Regions from separate parts of the Arachis hypogaea genome. Here region 2 is linked to region 1. A link is a contact called in public Hi-C data. All regions are on one chromosome and are shown on one strand. Each heading gives the region's core, a stretch centred on a gene start, on an enhancer-like site or on the middle of the called end of the contact. The rest is flanking DNA. Distances are from core to core; before and after follow the strand shown.

Region 1 (5,516 bases), core at 1,916-4,415:
GGTGTAGATGACCATTCAGAAGATGAAGACTATGACCCGGAGGCGGATGAGATCGAGTCATTCGATGACCATCTAGATAACATGTTTGCCGCATATGAAGTTGAACGTCAAGGCAATGCCAATAGCAAAAAAAAAGGACACTGATTATTGGGTTGTTGATGTCATAGGTATTCTTCTGATGCTTGCTTCTTAGTAAATGTAATGATTCTTCTCCGTGCATTATATTCTCTTAGTAAACTAACATATGAAGTTTGTTCATTGCTGTTAGAAAATGGTGTGATCTCTTCTATGTAGCTGACTGTTAAGGAGGCATTAGCACTTCCTCCTGGAAAGAAGATAGTTCTACACCATAACAGAGAGTTGCAACAAGTTGGTCAGGCAGCGGGCTTATTGAGCGGGTTCTTGGAGACATTGGGGTCTGATTTTCAACAATTACCAATTTGTGCAAAGAGTTGGAAGACAATGAGCAAGGCTTCCAAGGAGCATGCGTATGACCAGGTTAAGGTAATGTTTACTCTTTTGTTTGATAAAGTAAGGCGCTACCAATGCTCGGTGTAAATTGCTATTTTTTTACATATTAAATGAACAATAGAAGGAAAGATTAAGACGCACACACATGATATCGACCATACAGATTTTTATAGAATATTCAATAAATTTCTAAGGAATTTTTTGTATAATTTAAATTGCACTATATAATTATACAGCTTAATCCCCAATTAATCTGATCCTTCGTGTATAGCAATGTAACTAATAATTGTAGTAATAGTAATAACAACAATAATGATAAAACTTATAAACCTCATGAGAATGTTAAAGCTGCTCCTATTGCTATTAATTAGAGAGTGACTAGCTATTATTTATGATTTTCGGTTAGATGAAAATGCCTGAGGAAAATAAAATTGGAACACATCTGCACAAGTTGATTATGTTACCGTCCTAACTTTGAAATTTTGAATGTTTATGTGGTTTTAATTTTTCCTTGAGAGATTATTTCATTGTTTCCTTTCTACGGGGATGCTGTTTTTTTTGTGCAGCAACTCTCTGTTAGTAGGTGGATACACAATTGGTTTTCTATTTTATTTGTTTTAGTCTGGTAAATTAGAGAAGGATAGTGCATGTTGGGTTTCTTGTAGTTGACTTCTGTGAATTTTGTTGTCGAGAATTGTTGATGTCATAAAGTATGTCTTTTGATAATACATAAGTCTGTTTGAGGTGGTTAATTATTATATGTTGTCTTTTGATCTGAACTACTTGTAGCGAGTCTTCCACTATGAGGACGATAAAAGAGGGTGGATAAAGCGGGGAATTTTACAAAGAATAAGAAGCTACTGGAGGAATTCAAGAAATCATTTGTTCCATAAGGTTTATGACGAAGAACTAACTTTTGAGGAAAATATCAAGCGTAAGCCAGTAGGAATAGAGGCAAATCACTGGAAAAAGTTTCTTCAATATTGGTTGGACGATGACACGAAGGTAACAAATATGTAGTTGAAATTTTATTGTATGCGATTTTAAATGGTAATGAACTACTACTAAATATGCTGAATTTATTGTGATAGTGGAAAAACTACTACCCAAAAGTTCATCACCTTATCACTTTTTTTGTTTCCTGAAGTTGTACGCTCAAGGCTGATTTATAAAATTATTAACAGTGTAGTAATTTATCCCGATAACATTTATTTTTCTTCGTTTTATGTGTAGGAGAAGTGTAGAAAAAATGCTGTTAATCGTTCAAAGCAACAATACACACATACCGGAGGTTCTAAAACGATGGCAAGAAAGAGACACGAAAAAGTAATTAATTTAACTTCAGTTCAAGAATATTGACGTGTTTCTGGTAATACAGTATTGTGTTTAATTCAAATGTGTGTTGATAATTGTTATAGGAGCAATGACAGGGAAGGCCTATTGGGAGAGGATAGGGATGGAACATGAGTCATAAAAAAAAGAATGGAAAATATAGGAATGAAGAAGCGCGTTTGGTTGGGGTAAATCATGTTCATTACTTTTTCAAATTTTCCTTTGCAATTACTATTATTGAATTTAGATTAGTGTAAATCCGGACCTCACATGTTTGCAGGAAGCAATTGAACTTATTGAGAGCCAAGACCCCTCTAGCAAGGAATTTTCACAGAATGATTCCCTTGCACAAGTGCTTGGAAAAGAGCGCCCAAGAAGAGTTCGTGGACTCGGTATTGGTACATGTCCGAGTCGGTGTTTTCGTAACATTCCAGAGTAGTCGGACTACGGTGTACAGATTGAGGAGTATCAGATGGAGATTGTGAAACTCAAGGCGGAGGCAGCAGAAGTTAAGGCGGAGGCAGCATAACTCAAGGCAGTAGCAGCAGAGGAAAAGGCAAAGAGACAGAGAATGGAGACAGAGGCAGCTGAAGGGAAGGCAAAAATACAGGCAATGGGAGATTTGTTGACATACGTAATCCAGCAATAAGGAGGTAATTTGCCACCTGAAATAGCTGCGGGTTTGGATTCTTTGAGAAGTGCACCAATCTCATCCCATGCAAGATGATGTGTGGGCACTAATGATTTGACTTATCAGTGTTGGAATCGGAATACTCTTTTATTATTTACTTTCGTAATGACTTTTGAGATATTTATTTGTAGTTTTTTATTTTGTTGACTTTATTTGTAGTTTACAGTAATGGATGCACTGGATGCAAATTATCGTTATAATGATTCACTTTTGCAAAATTAATTATGTTTTGTTTCGTGTATTATTTTTGGATTGGCTGTTGGTTATTTTAATAAGTTAATGCAATTAAGTGGATGAACATATAAAGAATAAAAGAGTTGTCATATTCTATTATAAATTCTGGTTTTTTTCTTAAAAAAAAGTGTTACTCGACATTTGGCAGCGGTTTTAAATCCGTTGCTATATTCATAACAGGATTAGTAAACGTATGGCATTTTGCAGCGGTTGACAACCGCTGCAATCTCCCTTAAATCATATTTTCACGATTTAGTAGCGGATGAAACCGCTGCAAAATAATTTCGCTGCAAAATACTATCTTTCAGCGGATTTATCAACCGTTGCTATCCATTTGGCAGCGGTTAAAAACCGCTGCTAATCCTATACATAACCGCTGCTATCTGTCGGATGTGGTGTAGTGCGCTGTGCGCAGGGAGAAATTAAACGGGAACGGATGGAGCGGAGACGAAGAACAATTTCCTAAACAGAAGCATTACCTTGTGCTCTCTAAGTCTTTTTTCCAGTTTTTTTTTTTTTTTTTTTTTGAAAGTGGTCCATAGAATTGGACCTCTCCTCTTGACTTTTTCGGCTTGGATCTTGCTAAACACTATTGAATTTCTTTTTGGTCATACATCATCTTATTAATTATTATAGTAGGGTGCAAGATCCCGATATATTTCTTTTGGACTTGTAATTACTTTTTTTTGGTGTACTGTAATTACTTCTTTTATTAGGCCTTTTGTGGCTATCCAAGAAAAAACACCTATGTCCATAAAATGTTTTAAAAGTAATAAACAATAAGTTTTCTAATACCAAAAACCAGAAGTTTTCCTTTCTCCTACAAATAAATACAAGTATTCTCAAAATATTTTGTTCCACTAAAATAAATAGTTTTTTGTTAATTTCATTTAAAAAAAAAAAAGTTGTTTCATCACTTACATGTTTCATTTTTCGTTAAAACTTAACAGTTGTCTAATATAATAAAGAATGTTTAAAGATAAATATTGTTGACTACACACAAAAATAATGCTTAAATTGCAATAGAACATTCGTCGAATAAAACTAAATAGTAATAATTCTAAAATTGAATCTAACTATTAATATAGTGTTTAGTTAAAATTTGTCTTAAAAATATGTATTAAGAATATAATTATATAAATTATTAAATTTTTTATGTATTTAATATATTAAAAATATAAAAATATTTTTTAAACAAAATTTAATCAAATATTTATTTTTATAATACTATTAAAATGTGCTTTTAAAATTCCTAAAAAATGCAAGCAAGACTTGAAAAGAGATTTTTTTATTATTTTACCCTTTAAATTCATTAACAAATCCAATTTTTATTTCATTGATCAGTTACAGATATTTGAATCTCAAGCAACCAATATAATTTATTAATTATATTTATACTAGTATCTATGTTAATTTTAATTCTAAAAAATATATAAAAAATATGTTGAAATTATATGTATATAAAATAGTAAATTCATATTTTTTTTATTAAAATAGATAAAAAAATCATATTTACCTAAGTCATATATATTGGCTCCAGTATATATCTCGTGTTATACTACTAATTAACAAATCCTCAAATATCTAATTAGAGAGAATTTGTGTGTTCGAGTAATTGAGTGTATATGAAAATTAAACAACAAAGATTTAGCTAATCTCCTCTTAAAACTATTTTTAATAAAAGATTTTAAATAATTTATTTTAATGAGATAATAAAAAATATATTAAAAAACAAAAACTTTATATATTTTCTATAATTTTCTCAAGGTAACCTTAAATTCCTTTAAAGTTTTAAATTACTAAGATTTTACCATATTAATTCTTAGCAATACAATTTAATAATAATAATAATAATAATAATAATAATAATAATAATAATAATAATAATAATAATAATAATAATTGTTCATATCCTGGGTCGAGCTACTCGACCCGGGATGTTCGGTAACAAAGCGACCGACCTCTTCAGGTCAGGCTATTCGACCTCTTCTCAAAGAGTTCGGCCAAATCGACAGGAAAGCCTAGTAAAGGGCCCAAGTAGAGGAACACGACCCAAATCCAAAGGCAGTCCAAGCCTATAGAGATAAAGGCGGTTTCCTTGAAGATGAGCTGACCTCACCCAAAGATAAGATAAGATAAGATAAGATAACTAACTTATCTTATCTAAGAAGGTCAGTCCACAACCATTATAAATACACTGGAGCACCCAGGTATAACTCATACTCTGATTCTACTAAAAATCTGCTTAATACCCATGCTAACTTAAGCATCGGAGTCTCTTGCAAGTACCCCCCACCCTCCGGTGACGAAGGATCAGCAGTGCAGCCAGTCTCACAAGTCGGACACGACAGCTCCGGTCGCCCCCAACAGCCGGATACGTCATCTCCGACCAGTACAGAAGATCTCGTCCGAGATCGACCTACAGTTTCAGGTAACCCCCAGAACATTGGCGCCGTTGCCGGGGAACTTGGAAGTCATCCCATCACCATGGCGGACGACCATGACAACGACCACGATTCAGATCTAGAGGATAGAACACCGCACAAAAACGCAGGGCAATACACTGAAAGATACCCCGGAATCTAACGGGAACAAAAACTCATCAAATCCGGGAGTGATAGAAGTGCTTCAAGATCGTTTAAAGCAACTTGAAAAAGAAAATAAGCATCAACGAGAAGTTGGGAAAGATCTGCAAAAGGAGGTAAGGCGACGCCGAGAATTAGAAGACAAACTTCTAAAACTCGAAACCGATCTCAAAGCCAAAGCTACTCGATCCACTCCTGAGGAC
Region 2 (5,516 bases), core at 1,785-4,284, 59 kb before region 1:
GAAAATAAATTAGAGAAAGAGTGAGAGACTATTCCTTGTCACTGTTCTCAGTAATTTCACAACTGTTTTATTTCCAAGATCATTCACAATGATACTAGAAAGAAAATGAAAGCTTTCATGGCCAACCAGATGGAAATGCTTGCATATTTAGGAAAGAGTAATCAACCAAATTTTGGTTCAAAGGAAACACTTTAGTCTTCAAAAACTTTATTAAAAGTAATGGGAAGATCAATTTGTCTGACAATAATATTTGTAAAAAATTTTGAAATAATAAAAATTTATTAGGACAAAAATATTTGATTCAAAATTTGTGGAGAACCAAGCAAAATATATACATTGTTCTCTCTGTTATATCTCTAAAACAAAAGAAAACAATATGATACCTTCTATCTGCCAATATACAACAATAACTAATAAAGGCTACAAGATCAGAGGCATACAAATCACTACAAATTAATGAGAAATAAGAAGGAATATATTCAGTATTCACACGTCAACAAACAAATATTCACACATCATCAAACAAAATTATGAGGATAATATATTCACAAATTTAGTTCTAGGCTTCTAGCATCAACAAACAAAATTCCAATATCCAATTTAAAAATGAAAATAAACAGGTAATTCCTAAAGCTTGTTCAGTTTTGGTCTATGGCCATGTTACTGTGGTCTCCTGGGAGCTCATCTCCTCCAATGCGAATGTCACTGCCACTAAGGTTGGCCACAAGATTTTCATCCTTAATCATGACAGGGCCAGCCTTGGAGAGAAGGTCCAAGCATGGTGGTTGACATCCCACTGGAATACGATACCCTGTAAGAAATTGTGCAGCCTTACAATACCCTATAAGAAATTGTTCAGTGACATCACTAGGAGCAAATTCAATAAAGCAGGTTCTCATAATCGACAGAAGATGTTGAGCTATCAAGGATTGAACACGAGTCTCAGCTAAAGGCCCCAATGTCGACATGTCAAAAGCTTTCCGATAAAGCACAAAAACCTACATTATCCCAATCAAACAATTCAAGAAATCAAGATTGACAAAAATAAAATGCGCTAAGAAAAGATCAACCGAAAAGGTAGATGACGATTCATACAGGACATCCAGCAGAAACTGATGCATAACGGGGATGAGGAAAATTGCATTCCAAGTCAGCAACCTGCGCGCTTATTATCTCGTGCAGCATCTGGGTGCAGCTTATTGACAAGTCAATGGTGGCAGATGCCTTCTCAGCCTCATGCGTTAGTATTAAGAACCAATATGAAGCATCATGTAAGGCGTCTATGGCAATGCGCTGGCCTTGGATGGTGGTGAGATCGCAGGAGAGAGCAATGTGGGAGCCGAGGGCTCCCAGGTTGAAGAGAACAGAGGCCTTCTCCAAATGGATGTTGTGCTGAGAAGAGTTCTCTTGTGGGTTGAAGGCATTGTACCAAACAAAGATAGGTGGGTTGGGTGAGGTAGTCATGGGGAACAAAGGCTCAATCATGCAAAGGCATTTGAAATAGCGGATGAGGCAGTCACGGCGCAAGGGTAGAGAGAGGTCATCACGCAGCATTTCACTACGCAATTTGTTTAGCAATTCGAGAAGGCCTTCTACACTCTTTGCCACACTCTCAGAGTATTTGAGGACAAAGTAATTGCGCAAGGACTCATAGAGGTCCAACGGCTCACTCTTCTTCAAAGGCAATGCCAGAATATGTGATGAAGACGAAGACGAAGACGAGGGGATTGCAAAATTCGTTGGATAAGGAGGAGGCATGTCCCATGGGTTAGCTACCAGCTTTCCACCATCCATAATCTTGAAAGGGCTGTCCTCGGAAAGGACGAGGTCAAGGTATACTCCTTCTAGCTTGGGCATCCACTGGTCCACACGCCAGCAAATCGCTCTAACTAATTTTTCATTGACAGATTCTGCATCATGATCAAGAGCACAGATAGATGAGAATGATCTAAGTGGCTGGGATATGGGTTGGACGGATGATAGCCTCTGACGTGCCTCCACTTGAAAGAATTCCTTCTTCTGATGAAGATGAGTTATCCAGGTTTGGTCAAATTTGTGGACATGCTCGGTTGCAACCGAATCACCTACTATCAGATCATACGCTCTCTGATAATGCTCAGAAGCCTACATCATCATCATCATCATCATCATCATAATATTGAAAATCTAAAATAAAAAAAATAAAATAAAATGTAAAATCAGTCTAGGGGCAAAACTGACCGATTGAAACGAAACGGCACATCTATATTTTTCGAAAGCCGAACTGCTGTTGTCTTTGAGTTGTTGCTGTGATTTGAGCTCCAAAGCCTGAGCGGAGAAGAGGCAGTGAAGACTCTCGGCGAAGAGGAGAGTCAAGTCGAGGGTGGCGGAGACGTCCTTGACGAGATCCTTCCAGAGTTTCAAGAAGAATATGGCGGCGGCATTGAAGGCGTCCATTGCAAGGTGACGGCCAAGGGCCGTGGTGCGGTCGGAAGAGGCCCCAATCTGGCTGCATACGGCGCCAATGTTGAAGACAACAGCAGCCATCTCCAATTGGATGCTGTTGTGCTGCGAGCTGACTCCATTATTATGCTCAGAGTAGAAGGCGTCGTACCAGACAAAGTTGATAAGTTCGGAATCGGCGTCGGAGGAGATAGCGATGAAGAGTGGCTCAACCATGCAGAGGCATTTGAAGTAGTGGATGAGGCAGTCACGTTGCATGGGAAGGGAGAGGTCCCCCCGCTCCACCATGTCGCTGCGGCATTTGTTTAGGGTTTCCAGAACGCTTTCAACTTTCTCTGCATCGCTCTCTGAGTATTTTCTCGCTACCAACTCGCGTAACGGTCGGTACAGCTCCACCGGATCAGTCTTCTTCACTGGGATTGCCAGCACCCTTTCCGGATTCGGATTCGGATTCGGGTTCGAGTTCGGGTTCAACAACCTCTGATTATTGTTGCTCATTAGGAATCAGAAAACGGATGAAAATGGGAATTGGATTTGTAAATTCTGCAGACTTGAGGGGAATCAGGCAAGTGGCAACTGCGCGAGAAAGACGACTCCAATTGTAACTGAACTTGATTGCCTTGAATTGCACGTGGGACAGGCGAAACGTCTAAAATACCCTTTATAACCGTCATCAATAATCAGAGCAATAGACCAATAAAATACCCTTTTTCGTCTTTCTAAGTTGTCCAACAACAACTTATTTCTGTCTGTTTAATAGAACGGGCCTAAAGACGCACCGTTGATTGGATAATCATTCTTTTAGATTATTTTCTTATGTTATTTTTCAGCTTTGGTCCTCATTTTTTTTTTGGTAATAGCTTTGGTCTAAATTTTAAAAAGAGTAGCATGGTCCAATAATGCTTAGGTGGACCTTTCATAATAGTTTCTTACATGGATCTTGTCAGGCCCAAAAAGAACATTTGTTTGTATCTGAGTTTATTAATTTGACGTTGACCAAGACCAAAAATGAAGCTTTGAAGTTGACTAAAAAAAAGGGTATCGCTCTTGAGTTCTCCTGAGTTCAGAGTTTCAGTTCAGACCACAAATGTTCACATGAAACTTGAAAGCCATAATTTATTTTACTTTTCTCTTTATTTTCAGAATTTTTTAAGTAATTACGTATTAACGAAAATAAAAGAAAAATAAAGAAAAAATGAGAACATTTTATTATTAATATAATTCTGAAAATCAGACTGAATTAACTGGTTTAATTCAGTTAACAGATTAGTTTATTTTAAGTTAAAAGATTAGTTTATTTTAAGGTATAAATCGTTTAGCAATAAATCAGTCAAAAACCAAAAAAACAATTAATCGATTGAACCGGTATGATTTTTTAGCGGTTAATCTAATTAAAATAATAAATTACACACAATTTTTAAAAAATATAATTTTATACATAAATATATCATTTCATTATATTCGATTTAATCCTAGTTATATTTTTATTTACTTTTTGAATCTCTAACTCTACTAATTTAATAACGGATTCGATTTTCAAACCTTTACTCATATTCATCCAAAAAGGTTATTTATAACCAAAAGGCAAAAAATATGAATCAAATTAAATAACTTATTCTATCTAATGATCAAGTCATTCTATCTATTCACCAAGTCATTTATACATATAATGGGATACTTATTCGGATTGAATTAATTAATTTCTTTATAATAAAATTTGAATATCGATGCTAAACCCTAAAAAGAATGAAATAAATATGAACATGATTACATTGAAGATTGATTCTCAAATCCACTTGATAACCACCTAATGAGAAATCTATGAAGTACGGACACTTCGTTGAGTTGCCGTATCCGCGTGTCGGACACATTTCGGACGCGATACTCGTCCGACACGTGTGTCTGCCGTGTTCAATCGTATCTTAATAAAAAATAAAAAAAAATTTTCCAGACACACTTGGACACACCTAAATACCATCACGTGTCTGCGTGTCCAGCCTTATTTTTAACTTATATTGTTGAAATGAATTTAGAAATAATATATATTATTATTTATTAAAACAAAAAATATTTTAGATACTTTTATATAATTAAAAAAAGACATAAAAAATAGTTAAAAAATTATTTTATATTTTAACAGCAATAAAATATCAAAAATTTATTATAATTTATCTAAAAAATACTTTATATTCTATATATATGCTGTGTTCACGTATCTTGTAAGATTTTCAAATTCGTGTGTCTGCGTATTCTGTGTTGTATTGTGTCCCGTGTCCGTGTCAGTGTCCGTACATTATAGTGAGAAACAATTTCATTTTCAATATGTAATCAGCCAAAAAGATGTTACACATGCATATATAATTAGCATAAGAATTGCTTGATAACTAACGCCCAATCAACTAATTAGCAGTCAACTTGTTATTAATTAGTAATTCTGATTTTTAAATTATCATTAATTAGTAATTATTTAAATTTTATTTTTTTAAAAATATAAAATCAATTAATATTAATTATAATTGTTTAAAGTTAGTCGATTAAGAATTATTTATCTATATTTTTTTTTAGCGTAATAAGCTTATTATTACTATTACTACGCAGTGATCAATTGTGAATGAGAGACTACTGACTTTAATTTGTTCATACTAGCTATCAAACAAAATTGATATAGGTATAAGCGTATACGTATACGTTCCAACTTATACATGGAATAATATTTGTTTATTTTCGGGTAGCCTAGTACGAATAGAAAGAAGAATTCAAATAATGACATAATCTATTATTTTTATAGTGGAATTTATTAGAAAAGATTTTTTTTTTTACCGAAAATAGAGAATTTCGAAGTCACAACCTATAATAAACGCTAGTAGTATAATCTAGCATGTATATATATGTTACGAATTCAAAAGTCAATATAAGAGAAAATTTCATTCTCTTTTTTTGAGAGATGCTAAATGACATTTTCATTCTCTCTATTTGTAAAATGTACATTTTCTTTTTCTATAACTTTTAAAAAATCGTTTTTTTAATTTATTTTAAAAAAAAATTTATTAACTAATGTTAATTTTATCAATTTT

Evidence for each region. Hi-C and Micro-C count contacts between places; a contact is called where the count stands out from the background.
Region 2: a Hi-C map of leaf shows a contact between it and region 1, with 2.1 times the contacts expected there. The contact joins the promoter of LOC112729548 here to the enhancer-like site in region 1. A contact is called at or near these places in 2 of 8 Hi-C or Micro-C datasets (both in leaf).

What each region holds. Positions count from the first base shown.
Region 1 is chr12:5,035,645-5,041,160 of arahy.Tifrunner.gnm2.J5K5, reverse strand. No RefSeq gene overlaps it. Among protein-coding and RNA genes, the nearest start is that of LOC112729546, 15 kb to the right of the region's middle. Within about 2 kb of position 3,165, at least 1 of the 3 cell types and tissues checked has open chromatin away from gene starts, as enhancers often do.
Region 2 is chr12:5,094,762-5,100,277 of arahy.Tifrunner.gnm2.J5K5, reverse strand. LOC112729548 reads right to left here and starts at 3,034. Exons shown (of 3, transcript XM_029290513.2): 1 at 2,221-3,034; 2 at 1,159-2,124; 3 at 434-998. The coding sequence starts at 2,940. The coding sequence ends at 639. It overlaps LOC140176582, which reads right to left. Exons shown (of 2, transcript XM_072208107.1): 2 at 2,940-3,101. The coding sequence ends at 2,940.